2 separate regions of the Mus musculus genome follow, and region 2 is linked to region 1. The links are chromatin contacts, called in public Hi-C maps. All regions are on one chromosome and are shown on one strand. Each heading gives the region's core, a stretch centred on a gene start, on an enhancer-like site or on the middle of the called end of the contact. The rest is flanking DNA. Distances are from core to core; before and after follow the strand shown. Region 1 holds the start of Ralgapa1 (Ral GTPase activating protein, alpha subunit 1). Region 2 holds the start of Fbxo33 (F-box protein 33).

The links. A called contact is a pair of places that touch in the nucleus more often than the background predicts.
Region 2: a Hi-C map of CD4 T cells shows a contact between it and region 1, with 4 times the contacts expected there. The contact joins the promoter of Fbxo33 here to the promoter of Ralgapa1 in region 1.

The regions. Positions count from the first base shown.
Region 1 is chr12:55,817,539-55,824,557 of GRCm38.p6, reverse strand. It overlaps Ralgapa1 (Ral GTPase activating protein, alpha subunit 1), which reads left to right and starts at 3,391. Exons shown (of 42, transcript NM_001368814.1): 1 at 3,391-3,896. The coding sequence starts at 3,791.
Region 2 is chr12:59,215,016-59,222,034 of GRCm38.p6, reverse strand. It overlaps Fbxo33 (F-box protein 33), which reads left to right and starts at 2,552. Exons shown (of 4, transcript NM_001033156.4): 1 at 2,552-3,175. The coding sequence starts at 2,556.

The DNA of each region.
Region 1 (7,019 bases), core at 2,142-4,641:
TGAAAAAATACCCCCAGAACAGCGACTCTCAACCCTAAGCTGCAACCCTTGAATACAGTTCCTCATGTTGTGGTGACCCCCAACTATACAATTATTTTTGTTGCTACTTCATACATGTAATTTTCCTACTGTTATGAGTCATAATGTAAATGTCTGTCCTCTTCTACCGTGCGTGGTGCCATTCCTGGACTGGTTGTCCTGGGAGCTACATCAAAGCAGGTTGAGTAACGGTAAGCAGCACTCCACCATAGCTTCTGCATCAGGTCCTGCCGTCAGGTTCCTTCCCTAAATTCCTTTTATGAACAGCGATGCGGAAGTGAAAGCAAAATAAACCCTTACTTCTCCAAGTTGCTTTTGGTCAAGGTGTTTCATCATCCCAAACCCTAGGACAGAGAGAGGCATTTCCTCAGCTGAGATTCTCTCTTCCTAGATGATGTCAAGTTGACACTGGCACAACATATGACATCTAACCCACTGCTGCTGCTGCTGCTTACTTCTCTCTCTCTCTCTCTGACTCTCTGTCTCTGTCTATCTCTGTCTCTCTCTCTGTCTCTCTGTCTCTGTCTCTCTCTCTCTCTCTTTATTTATTCACTTTGGTTTCTCAAGACAAAGATCCTCTTTGTAGCCCTGTCTGTTCTGAAACTCACTCTGTAGACCAGGCTGTCCTTGAACTCAGGTGATGTCTGCCTCTGCCCCGAGTGCTGCTGGGATTTAAGGCACGTGCCACCACAGCGTGTCCATGGTAGAGGTTTTTGATGTATTGTCAGATCAAATGAAACTCCATTTTTCTCATATTCCAAAAGGCAGAAGGAAGAAATGGCTGACTGTGGTGTCCATTAGCAGACCAAAGTCTATGCTGGCCTCCAGGCTCCCTCAGAATCACAAGTACTCAGGACACATACGAAGTCCGTGCTGGCCGACATCCTGGCTCTTCTCACCTCCTCCCCTCCCCTCTCCTCTCCAGCTCACCAGCTCACAGGCTTATGTCCCCAGCTATTCATTCTCCTGCTATTTCTTCACATCACTCTCTGGTCTTCAGCACTTTCCCTTTCTCTCTCTTTCTCTATGCTCCTTCCCATCTCTATCTGCTCTGGTCCTGCTTCCCTCCTAGTCAGCTCCAGTCTGCCATCCATGTGCAGTCTATTACTTTCTCTCTCGGCTCTGGACAATGCCATGCTCTCATGTCTACAATAAAACCACACCATGGAGTGGTCATGTCATCAGTTTATACAGTTATAAACAATGCCTTAATATTTTACAAAACCTTATTTTTTCCTGACACTCTTTTTTAAAAGAGTTCTAAAAGTGGAACTTTTGAATCAGATTTGTCTTAGTTAGGGTTTCATTGCTGTAAAGAGACACCATAACCAAGGTAACTCTTATAAAGTCAGCTGATTGGGGCAGGGTTACAGTTTCAGAGTTTAGTCCTTTATCGTGGTGGGAATCATGGCAGCATGGAGGAAGACGGGGTGTTGGAGGAGCTGAGAGTTCTACATCTTGATCCAAAGGCAGCCAGGGGACTGGGTTCCACACTGGGCAGAGCTTGAGCATATGAGACCTCAAAACCCACCTCCACAACAACACAAGTCCTCCAACAAGGCCACACCCACTTCAGCAAGGCCACACCCACTTCAACAAGGCTACATCTCCTAATGGGCCAAGCATTCAAACACATGAATCTATGGGGACCATACCTATTCAAACCTCCGCAAGATTATGTAAACATTTTAAAGTATCCTGCTATTTTTCAGAAGCCTCCTACTAATTACTGCTATTCTTAATAGGCCGTGGGAGTTCCTACTGTTGCACTCACTGGTGAATTACTATTTGAAGACAAAGGCTACTGATAAAACAACACATCACTGTTTTTATGTACATTTCATGTATTCTGTAGATTTGATGTAAAATTCTAAAAGAAGGGAGCTGTAGAGATGGCTCACTAGTTAGGGGAGTATATGCTCTTGCAGACAACCCAAGTTTGATTTGCAGTACTGAGGCTGGGTGGCTCACAACTGCCTATAAGTACAGCCTCAAAAGGCATGTTTGTGTAGATGCTTGTGTGCATGCACGCACGCGCGCACACACACACATTCACACACACTCACAGATTCAAAATAAAAATCAATCAGCTCAGCAGTTAAGAGGACCTAGGTTCAATTCCCAGCACCTCCATGGCAACTTGCAGCTGTCTGTAACCCTAGTTCCAGGGGATCTGATACCATCTCACAGACATATATGTAGGCAGAACACCAAAATAAACAAACAAACAAGCTGGACAGTGGTGGCACACACTTTAATCTCAGAACTCTGGAGGCAGAGGCATGTGGATCTCTGTGAGTTCTAGGCCACCTTGATCTACAGAGTGAGTTCACAGCCAGGGCTACACAGAAAAACCCTGCCTTGGAAAACCAAAACGAAAAAAGCAAATGAATAAACAAACAAATAAAATAAATTATTTAAAGTCTCTAAAGAAAAATACAAACAAAATTGTCTAACAAATATTAATTCAGAGTGACGGAAGATAGATCAGCAGGGGACTGGGCACTAGGGACAGGCAAAGACAAAAAGCCAGAGTTTGTGATTACTACTTGTGTTTTGTAGTTTTTTGTTTTGTTTTGTTTTGTTTTGAGACATGGTCTAACGTAGCTGCCATTGACCTTGAATTATGTCTTCCCAAATCCTAGTATGACAGCAGAGCACTACCACACTTAGTTAATTGTTTTACTTGGATCTTACACAGCGTTCTTTGGATTTAGGTGAGTATTTCACATCTAAAGACAGCCTTCCTTTAAAATCATCCAGATTTCTTAATTTTTTTTCTCTGATATATGGTAGGATGCATTTACTTGTACAAGATATTTTATTTATTTATGTCTGTTTTCTTGGTGCTGGAGATCTGGTGCTAGAGCGAACTGCAGCTCTAGCCATGTGCATGTTAATTTAAAGGAAAAGGATGCAACACTCCCACGCATCTCTAAAGTACAGTACATTTTTAATCATTATTTTGCAAGACGCAGGAAGAATCCAAATTAGAAAGTGAACGGTTTGCAAAACACAGGAAATATCCAAATTAGAAAGTGAAATGACGTCAGAGCCAAGGCTTCAGAGCTAGTATCAAGCTGGCCTTGCACATCTGTTCTGATGTTTAAGTTACTCAGAGCGGTTTAAAGAGTGGAGATGAACGACTTTTTCAACAAAAACTCTAGGAACCGCTGTTTACAAGGAGCACACAGTAGACAACACCTTCCTTAACTTTCTTGCCCTTCTTCATTACTACAGACACAGGAAACCAAGAGGCTATAGAGGCAGGAATGAGCTCACGCTGACATGACGTCACGAGCACTTGACGTCAGAAGGCGGTTGCCACGGGGACCGTTCGCCACCGACGGCAGAGTCGTGAAACTCCATCACCACACGACTCGGTTTTGGCCTCCGCGGGGTTGAAGCTGCTAGAGACGCTTCAACCTTAAGGGGGCCTCAGGGAGAGAGGAGTGGCGCCGCGGCGGAGCGCTCCCTCTCCGCGGCTGTGGGGATTCCTGCCGCGGCCTGGGCGGCGGCGGCCGCTCCGCGTCTCCTCGTCGCTGCAGCGCGCGGGGCGGATCCGCCATATTGGAGCCGGGGCTGCAGGTTCCGTGCGGCGGCGGCGGCGAGAGGCGGGCCTGGCAGCGGGGCCCGCGCGGCAGCGGCGGACGCGGGGGAACGCATGAGCCGCCGCGGCTAGCCTCTTCCCCGCCCACCGCCTGCGCTGGGTCGTCGGGACCCGGCCGGGAGGGGCCGCGGCGGCCGCAGGATGTTCTCTAAGAAGCCGCACGGGGACGTGAAGAAGTCCACCCAGAAGGTGCTGGACACCAAGAAGGACGCGCTGACCCGCCTCAAGCACCTGCGCATCGTCATCGGTGAGGGGAGCCGCGACCCCGGGGCGCCGCCGCGGCGGCCTTGCTGCCCCCGGCCTGTCACCCCGCGAGCTCCGGGCTTCGCCCTCGCGACCTGGCGCGGTCGGGAGTGAGGGCCGGCGGCGCCTCTGCCCACGCGCGGGCGGGCGGCGAGGGAAGGGGACAGCTTGGCAGTTGGTACAAATCAGTCAGCACCAGCACGGAGAGACCCACGTTGGAGTTCCTGGTCTGATTGTTTAAAAAAAAAAAAATGACAGTCAGGCCAGAAACTTAAGTCCTTGATGAGACTTCAGGGACACTTGGCGTTGTGGGTAATGGTGTTTAGAGGGTGTGCTTGCCATCTGACTACTGCCATCCCCACCCGAGTGCAAAGCAAAGCAAAGCAAAGCGCTGGCTCGGCCAGTGGAACCCGTAGTCTTTCAAGTTTTTTTGGCAGGTGAGGGCCCTGGAGGAAGCAGTTGCACCTCTTTGGGAAGTGGGTGGTTCCTGAAGCTTGGGGAAAGAACCCCGCCCTATACACCCTGTTCTTCATTTGCTGTCCTTTAGGAAGAAAACTAATTATAGAGAAGAAGGTTCTCGTGAACGATACAGAATTAAGTTTTCATTAAAAATTTCTTACTCTCTGCCGTCTCATCAACTTTAGTGTCTCTGAAGACCGAAGCAAGCTAGATTTGGGATAAAGTGTTAAGCGAGGATTTTTGGATACTTGGTCATAGACAACTTGGATTTTTTTTTTTTTTTAAATGAAGAAATTTTGAGGTAAAAAGGAAAGTTGACCAGGGCTTAGACATATAGAATGACAATAGGATAGCTGAGGTTAGATCTCAGATGTCTGAATTCTAATTCAGAGTTTATCATCTCAAGCTGTCCTCCTAATTTCTGTCTGTTTTGGAAAGTGACTTATATGTTTAGTGGTGTGTCCTCTGTTTCATGGATGGATTTCTCTACTGTGTTGTGACTAATACCACCAATGATACCCAACATTTGTGTGGTGTTTTGCTGTCTACAAAGGGTCTCACATGAATTAGTATAATCCAACATGACCATCTGTCTAGAAATAGAGATATTATTTGCCATTTTAAAAAATATATAAACAAAAAAGTTGAAGATGGATGGAGCTGGTGGAGACTAACGACCACAACGAAGCCTAGATTTTCTGTCTCTGATTTGTTTTTCAGCCTTCCTACATGTCTGACAGCTAGTCTTAGTTATCACAAGTACTTATACCTGTGGTATAGTGAGAAAGCAATTAAATCCATCTTATGTAAACCATTTAAATATGGTAGAGGTTTTTAACATTTCCATTTTGGAGTTAAGTCATTGAAGATTTGCGTGAAAAGATATGCTGAGACACGCAAAGTCATCGGCACGTAAATGTATTACAAAATAACGGCCGTTTGAAAGTGGACACTTGGTGCAATCTGACTCTCACTTGAGACAAGCTGTAGATTGCATAAATGCAGTTGTAACTATAAAGCTGAGTTACAGCAGGGTATTGAGAGTTCCTAAATTACCTGCCACAGCATAGAGGGTTTTGTGGTTGTGTGTATGTGTGTAGTGTGTGCATGTGTGTTTCCTAACTTGGGAAACATCAGATGTATTACTACCACACATGTTGGATATTTTGTAGGACCTGGCTTCCTCAGTTCGAAAATGGAATACTTAAGAAAGCAAAAAAACCTTTTGCTTTCATAATTTAAGGAGTCTTTTAAGAATGAAATCACCAGGAATGTCTTACCTTTCACAACTTTCTTATGTACCTGTGCCCTGTGAGAAGCCCACACTCAAGTGTAGAACCACAGTGCTTAACCAAACACATTGTGCCAAAAGCAGTTATCATGTCTGGAAACACTTTTTCTGTGGAGAGTTGCTACTACATATAAGTATGCTAAATGCTGCTAAACAGAAAAGTCCCTCACAACAGTACCCATGCCCTACATATCAGAATAGCATATTCTGAGGCCTTGTCATAATGCATACTAAAAGATGAACTCCCAAATGCTAGGGTTAGTTTTAAGTTCTCTCCCTCTCTGCCTCAGGGCTAGGAATTGACCTGGGGACTCAAGTGTGCTAGCAGGCCTGCACTTTGCTGCTGAGCAACATTTTGGCTTCAATATTTAATGGTTACAGTTATTTCATTTAAAATAAGATGCCTGGCAGTGGTGGCGCACACCTTTGATCCCAGCACTTGGGAGGCAGAGGTAGAGGCAGGCAAATTTCTGAGTTTGAGGCCAGCCTGGTCTATGGAGTGAGTTCCAGGACAGCCAGGACTGCACAGAGAAACCCTGTCTCAAAAAACCAAAAAAAAAAAAAAAAAAAAAAAAAAAAAAAGGAAAGAAAGAAAGAAAGAAGATGAGTGGGAGAAAGATAAAGTTGAACTCCCTTAGAGGCTTGCTCACTGGTTCCTATTTTGTAGTTGAAAGAGTCATTTTAAATCCCTTTTGGAAATAAATAGGGTTTTAAGGAAATACAATGAAGAAACTACTTAGTCTGCTAATAACACAGAATCATATTGGACCAAACAAAAGTACTGTGCACTAGGGGTAATTATAGAAGTCAGTACATGCATAAAATAGTGACTCCCTTAGAAAAAGTATGTCCAGACATGATCGACATGTCTCCTGTAGGCATCACTGATCTACAGCTGCTTTAGTGTGGTCTTCTATATAGGTCCTTACTCACTGGGTAGAGGTCTGAAGGAATATCCAACATTTGAAAGATGGCTTCTTCAGTGCTTTTCATTTAAAGAAATGTATATTTTTATTTTTCATGTTAGTATGTATGCCTGTGCATTACATATGTGCTTTGGTACTCACAGAAGCCAGAAGAGAGTGTTTGATCCCCTAGAACTGGAGATGCAGATAGTTGTAAGCTACCATATGGGTGCTGGGACTTAAATCTCTAGGTTCTCTGGAAAGTGGCCAGTGTTCGTTCGTTCTTTCTTCTCTCTCTCTTTTAAGATTTATTTACTTATTATATGTACACTGTGGCTGTCTTCAGACACACCAGAAGGGGGCATCAGATCTCATTACAGATGGTTGTGAGCCATCATGTGATTGCTGGGATTTGAACTCAGGACCTCTGGAAGAGCAGTCAGTGCTCTTAACTGCTGAGCCATTTCGCCAG
Region 2 (7,019 bases), core at 1,303-3,802, 3.4 Mb before region 1:
CTACAAGAGAAAGCACTCAGGCAAAGAGCAGAACCTTTCTTCTTCCAATCTTCCAAGTTATATAGACTTTCTTTCTTTTTTTTTTTTTTTTTTTAGTTTGGTTTTTCGAGACAGGGTTTCTCTGTGTAGCCCTGGCTGTCCTGGAACTCACTCTGTAGACCAGGCTGGCCTTGAACTCAGAAATCCACCTACCAAGTGCTACCTAGCCTTCCAAGTGCTAGGATTAAAGGTGTGTGCCACCACTGCCTGGCTAAAGATTGAGTTATTTATTTACCTCATGTATGTAAGTACACTGCAGCTATCTTCACACACACCAGAAAAGGGCATCGGATCCCATTACAGATGGTTGGGAACTACCATGTGGTTGCTGGGAATTGAACTCAGGTCGTCTGGAAGAGCAGGCAGTGCTCTTAACCATCTCTCCAGCCCCACATGTAGACTTCCAACAGAAGATGTGGCCCAGGTTAAAGGTGTGTCTTCCTGTCTCAAGATCCAAATCAGGCTTGTCTTTCACCTCAAAGGTCCCAACTAGAAGTAAATCTACCCACTTCAAACCAAGCAGAATATCTTTCACAAGTTTGCCCTCCATTTCTGGATTGTACTTCATTCCAGATATAGTCACACTGGCATCCAAGAATAGCCATAACAGAGGTGTAAACTAAAGTGGAGCTCCAGAAGTCTACGGCTCTCTTCAAAATACTTAAATGACTTTGAAACTGAAGTCCAAATCCAAGTCTTAATTCCCTGATTTACTGTTACCACTTAATGTTCATTGAATGCTTATAAAACGGTAATTACATAGAATTTTACAGACAAGGGTTCAAAGAAATGACCTACCTGGAATACATTTTTTATTCAAAGTACCAACTGAGCTGATGTAAATTTAGAGGTAAAAGAATACTATTATTGAGCCGGGCGTGGTGGCACATGCCTTTAATCCCAGTACTCGGGAAGCAGACGCAGGCGGATTTCCAAGTTCGAGGCCAGCCTGGTCTACAAAGTGAGTTCCAGGACAGCCAGAGCTATACAGAGAAACCCTGTCTCAAAAAACAAAAAACAAAAACCAAAAACAAAAACAAAAAAATACTATTATTGGTAGTTTACTAGGTTCGTGACACCAAACTGTATAAAAGAAATGTGACAGAAGGTCTGCTGTTACATCACAGAGCTAAAGATATCTAGACTAGCTAGTTTCTTAGTGTGGTTTGAAGCAGCAGACATAAAATTTCTTAACCACGCCGGGCGTGGTGGCACACGCCTTTAATCCCAGCACTCGGGAGGCAGAGGCAGGCAGATTTCTGAGTTCGAGGCCAGCCTGGTCTACAAAGTGAGTTCCAGGACAGCCAGGGCTACACAGAGAAACTGTCTCGAAAAACGAAAAGAAAAAAAAAATCTCTTAACCCTTTAGATATCGCTGCTTCCTACAATTTGACTGAGATACTTCGCATGCTGAGAACGTGAAGGGCTGTTTTTAAAATCCCTTTCTTTGGGGGCACCAAACTAAAGAAAAGCTCTCCTCTCCAACTTATTTGTAGGAGTATCAGAGACTATCAAAATAGCTACTTTATTTCATCCATGTTACTTTTGTATACAGGGGTGTGTTGTTACAGAAGTACAGTGGTACACTGAAGAGGTATCCACAGCTCTCTTCACAAACACTTCAATGACTTTAAGAAACTGAAAATTAAAACCTGTCTTAACTTCCTAATTTGATGTTACCACTAAGTGATCGTTAGCTATTAATAAAACATACTAATTATACAGAACTTTTGCAGACAAGGGTTCAGAGAGCATTTAAGTCTGGGTACCAGCCCTCAAGATGAAAATCGTTAGCCATTTTTTTCCTGCCCCTCTAAAGACGAAAGGTGGCGCTGCCGTCACTGGTTCAGCAATGGGGCGTGTGCGGCCTCCGCACGTCGGAAGAGGAAGGTCCGCGTGCCGCCACGATCCGCCTTTCCTGGGAAGCCGATTTTGTCCTGCTCTGAACAAGATGTAAAAAGAAGCCGGCGTGCGAGCCCTCGGGCGCCGCGACCTCAGCCCAGCGAATGAGAAAGCGTCGGGACTTAGCGCAGCACGCCGGGGTTCCGCCTCGAGCACGCTGCAAGGGCCAGACCTACCCGGCGAGGGACGCCCAGAGTGGCCCCGCCCCCACGCCTCTAGCCCCGCCCCGGGTCGCTGACGTCAACGGTCACGTGCCGCGCGATCCAGGCAACCAGGAGCTCCCCCGGTTCCGGAAGTCTCGCAAAGCCGCGCCAGGCTCCGCCCGTCGCCGTGACGTCACTCTCAGTCCCTACCACTACCGAGCCTCCGCGTCCGGGTACCGGGAGAACCACGGTTTCCTCGGAAGCAGCGCGGTCGCCTCCGCATCCCTGGTCCGTTCGAGAGAGGATTTCGAGGTCGTTGCCCGGGCCGGCCGGGGAGCACTTGCTTGCGGTACGGAAAGTCAGCGGCGTGCAGGCCTCCCCGCGCCAGCTTTTCCCCCCTCTCAGCCGGTCCGAGTGCACTTGGTTCCGCCGAGGCGCACGACGGTTCCGCCCCCTTCTTCCTTGTCATTGATGTTGTTGTTCTTGTCAGTGCCGCAACCCCGACCGCCGGGAGCGCGAACCCGAGCCGGGGCCGCCCGGTTGGTGCGGTGGCGGCGGCGGCAGCGGCTGCGGCTGCTGCAGCTGCGCCGGCTGCGGGGGCTGCTGCGAGGACTGCGCAGGCGGCCGGGGACGGGCGGCCGGCGGCCGAGCCGGATGGCTCTGTGCGGGCAGGCGGCCGGCGCCGCGTCGCTGCCCAGCGAGCTCATCGTGCACATCTTCTCCTTTCTGCCGGCGCCCGACCGGCTGCGGGCCTCGGCCTCCTGCTCGCACTGGCGGGAGTGCCTCTTCTACCCAGCGCTGTGGCCCCAGCTCCGCATCTGCCTCCGCGTCTCGCCCGCGGAGCAGCCGCGGCTAGAGTTCCTCATGCGCAAGTGCGGCTGGTTCGTGCGGGAGCTGCGGGTTGAGTTCGCCGCGGAGAATTATCTGAGCGGAGGCGGCGGCCCGGGCGACGGCGGTAGCGGCGGCGGCACCGACACGGGCACCGGAGGGGAAGACGGGGAGGCCCTGCAGCTCTCCTCCCGCTGGCTGGAAGTACTGCGCATCTACTTGGAGCTGGTGTTGTGCGTGCTGCTCAGCATCCGGAACAACAGGTAGGCTTGCGTGGGGACCGAGAGGGTCTGGCCTTCCGCTGGCCTTGGGAAAGATCCCGTGGGGTGTGCCGGCCGGCCTCAGGATGGCCTTGTGTAGGTGCAGCTATCCGTTCCTGACCAGACTATTTCCGGAGACAGAAGAGGTGATAACGGGACTCCTGGAGCGTCTCAGGCATGCTTTCATTCATCCGTTCTTGTCCATGGGCTAGAGCTGCTGGGCAATGCCATTATCTTATGCGTGGGAAAGTTGTGAGTTAAGGGTGAGGCCTGTACAAAAAAATAAGGTGGTTTTCTGATTCTGAATTTGACCATTGGTGATGGGTAATTAATTCATAGTGACGAGGTGAGTAAGTTTCCTTGCTGATGTCCATGATTACAAGAATTAACCTATAAGAATTCTTTAACAGTCCTTTTCTTACCTGAAATAGTTTTACTAGCCTGGGCCATGTCCAAAGACTGGGAGGAGTGCTAGTTAAAATCATTAGGGGAGGAAAATTGTCAGACTTGAAGCCGCATCCCATACACCATCAGGCTGGACTTACTCCCAGTGATTCACACAAAAGTAACGCTACCTAACTTGGGGTGGGATAAAGGAGCTGGGCATACTGTGGGGGTTAAGTATGAGACTCATTGTGCATCAGGACTTTAGTGTAATTCCACCTAGAGCTCATGGCCCATATTCGGACTCCAGCACAGAGTCCCTATGAAAGTCTAGTGCCTGCCAAACCATATTTATATTTTCTTTATCTGGATATTCATTCCAAACTTACAATGTCACTCTTAATTTGGAAGAAAAATAATTGCAGCAGTTTACAAATAATTATTAGTGATTGGACATTCCAACACTGCTAGGGTCAGGGCAGAAAATATTGTACTGTAGAGAGCAGAACTGGGTGCTTACTAGGTCAAGTGATGTACATGCTGTTGTGTGGCAGTTTTCCTCTAAGCAGTGTCCTTCCTTCCACAATCTATATCCCACCATCTTTATGTTAAATAGAGTTGAGAATAGATTGTGATTAATACTAAGTCATATGTGTCATACATATTTTCGTGATCTATAATTAAATCAAGAGTTTAAGCAGGGTGGTGGCAGCACACGCCTTTAAAGCTAGAGCTTGGGAGGCAAAGGCAGGAGGATCTCTGCCTTTGAGGACAACCTGGACTACAGAGTGAGTTCCAGGAAAGCCAGGGTTTCACAGAGAAACCCTGCTTCAAATAGGTTAAACTGTAAGTATTCTAGCCTCATTGTGTATGGAAGCCAGGCATGATACAGATCTGGAATCCCGGGACCTGGGAGCTAGAGGCAGGGAGCTTAAGTGAGTTCAAGGTCATCATCTTGTGCAGAGCAAGTTCAAGGCCAGCATGTGCTTTGTGAACTCCTGCCTCAAGAAACAAAACAAGACCTGGTGTGGTGGTGCACGTCTTTAATCCCAGAACTTGGGAGGCAGAGGCAGGTGAATTTCTGAGTTCGAGGCCAGCCTGGTCTACAGAGTTAGTGAGTTCTAGGACAGCCAGGGCCACACAGAGAAACCCTGTCTTAAAAAATCAAAAAAAAAGAAAAAAAATTATTTATGGGAACAAGGCTCCATTTTTTCCAGTGCCCTGTTTCCTAAGCTTTCACGTGAACCCATTCCACTTCCTTGCTTTGATTTTATCTGTTAAGATAACCAAAGCTAAAATTTTTCTTAATCAGGTTCGGGGCTTTCTCAAAGTTGAGCATAGCTAGAGACCAGCTGATTTGTTCTGTAATCAACCAGCCCTGAAAAAAAAAAAAAAAAAAAGTCGGGAGGGAGGGCATAGTGCCTTTGATTCAAGTAAGAACTTCTCAGTGCCTAGTTCTTTTTGGTATTTTAATCATCTATGGATGGATCTATAGCATATATACACAACAGTACTGTACCACATTTTGTCTTTAATTCTTTTTCTTTCATCCTTACCATTTAAGTTTCTATCCTAATGTAACTTGTTTGTGAAACCCTGTGTGTCTGCCCTTCTGAGTCTGCTTTCACTTCTGCTCACAGCTGTTGGTTGTCCACGAGAGAGTACACTGTGGTGCCTAGTAGCGTGTTCACTATGGACATTCGTATTTGTACTGATGTTGTCTCTTTTTAAATTAAATCATATTGGACTGGGGTGTGGCTTAGTTGATAGGTGCTTTTAACTATTAGTGACACTTGTGACTCTGTGATTAAAAACTACAACCCTAAAACAGTGTATTAACAATGTCACTTAGAAGTTTTTTTGTTGTTTTTCTAGTGTTGAAGTACAAGTGTGTTCAACCACTGCCAGTTTAAGTGCTGCTGGGAACTGAACCGAGTGCTTCCTGTACGCCAAAAACTTAATAACTAATAAGAAGTGTAAACATACATTCTTTTCATTTATAATGCTCTTGCTTTATGATTTCTGCCATTTTTTAAGCAGAAGTGTATCAGCCATTCCGCTTCCGGGCTTTGTGCTGAATTGCCTTACTCAATGCATAGTCATGCCCCACAGGAAAAGAGCTATGCTAACCTAGAGTTGTAGGGTATAATCAGTGGTACTGATCTTCTGAGAGAATAACAGTTGGCTTGTTTTGATTTGTCAGAGTGATTATGGCTGCCATACTGGTATTGAATGTGTTAAGAACAGATGATAATCAACAATAAAGAGTACCTCTTTGCCAATAAAACACAGGGTTTCAGAAATCTTTTTCTAAAGGAGGCCAAGACCTCCTGCTTGTCTGGAACTGCAGTAAGAGCTCATTAAAATGTTTTGGGGGGGTGGAGGGCGGTGATGGCATTTTTTTGTTTTTGCTTTTCAAGACCGGGTTTCTCTGTAGCCTTGACTGTCCTGGAATTTTCTGTAAACCATGCTGGCCTCAGACTCACAGAGATCCGCTTGTTTCTGCCTCCACAGTGCTGGGATTAAATGTGAGCCCCACCATCTGCAACTTAAATGGTATTAAATGGATTAACTTGACTCTGCCGTGGTTCTGTAAGACATTCTACCACATTCAAAACCAGTTCAGAACTACACTTGGAGCTTGTAGTCAAGGTGTTATAGTCTTGAAATGCTGTACTTCATACTTAAGAAAAATGAAAACTGTGTAAGTTATCAGTAAGATTTGGGATAATATGTAATAGCTTACTTACTAAAAAATACTCTCTTTAGGAGCATTCCCTGAATCTCGTGTGATTCCCGGACTCACCTAGGCAGGTGTAGTTTTTTAACAGTACATGTTGACATAATAATATTGTATAATTGATGTTTATCTTCTCTGTGTGCACATTGCATGTAAGCTTTTCTGAATTGGAACATTGCACCAGGCCAGAGAATATGTGGGGTTGGGTTTTCTTCTTTACAGTTCTAGGCTTTGCCTCTCCTTCCTAGTGTGTAGACTGGCTACTTTCTAGTTATATCTCCTTCATTATCCTGTGTCTTAGTCAGCTTTTCTTATTCCTATAACATATGTTTCAGTTAAATTAACTAATGAAAAGAAAGAGTTGTTAGACTTGGTGGTGTGTGTTTTTAATCTCAGCACTTGGCAAGTGGAGGCAGGTGGCTCTCTGTGAGATCGGGGCCAGCCTGGTCTGCAGAGTGAGTTCCAGGACAGCCAGGGCTACGTAAAGATAGCCTGTCAAAAAAAATAATAGTTTCAATTACTATTTTGAAGGTTTTAGTCTGTTGAGCTATTGTTGGCTCTAATATTGTTGTCTGCCCAGTATGATCCCACTAGCCACATAAGTTTATTGAGATTTTAAATTAAATAAATACTATTAAAATGTTGACTCATCCCACCTTACTCGTGTCAGCAACCCTAGTTAAATGCCCATGGTCATTTGCCCTGTTGCTTTTATCCCGACTT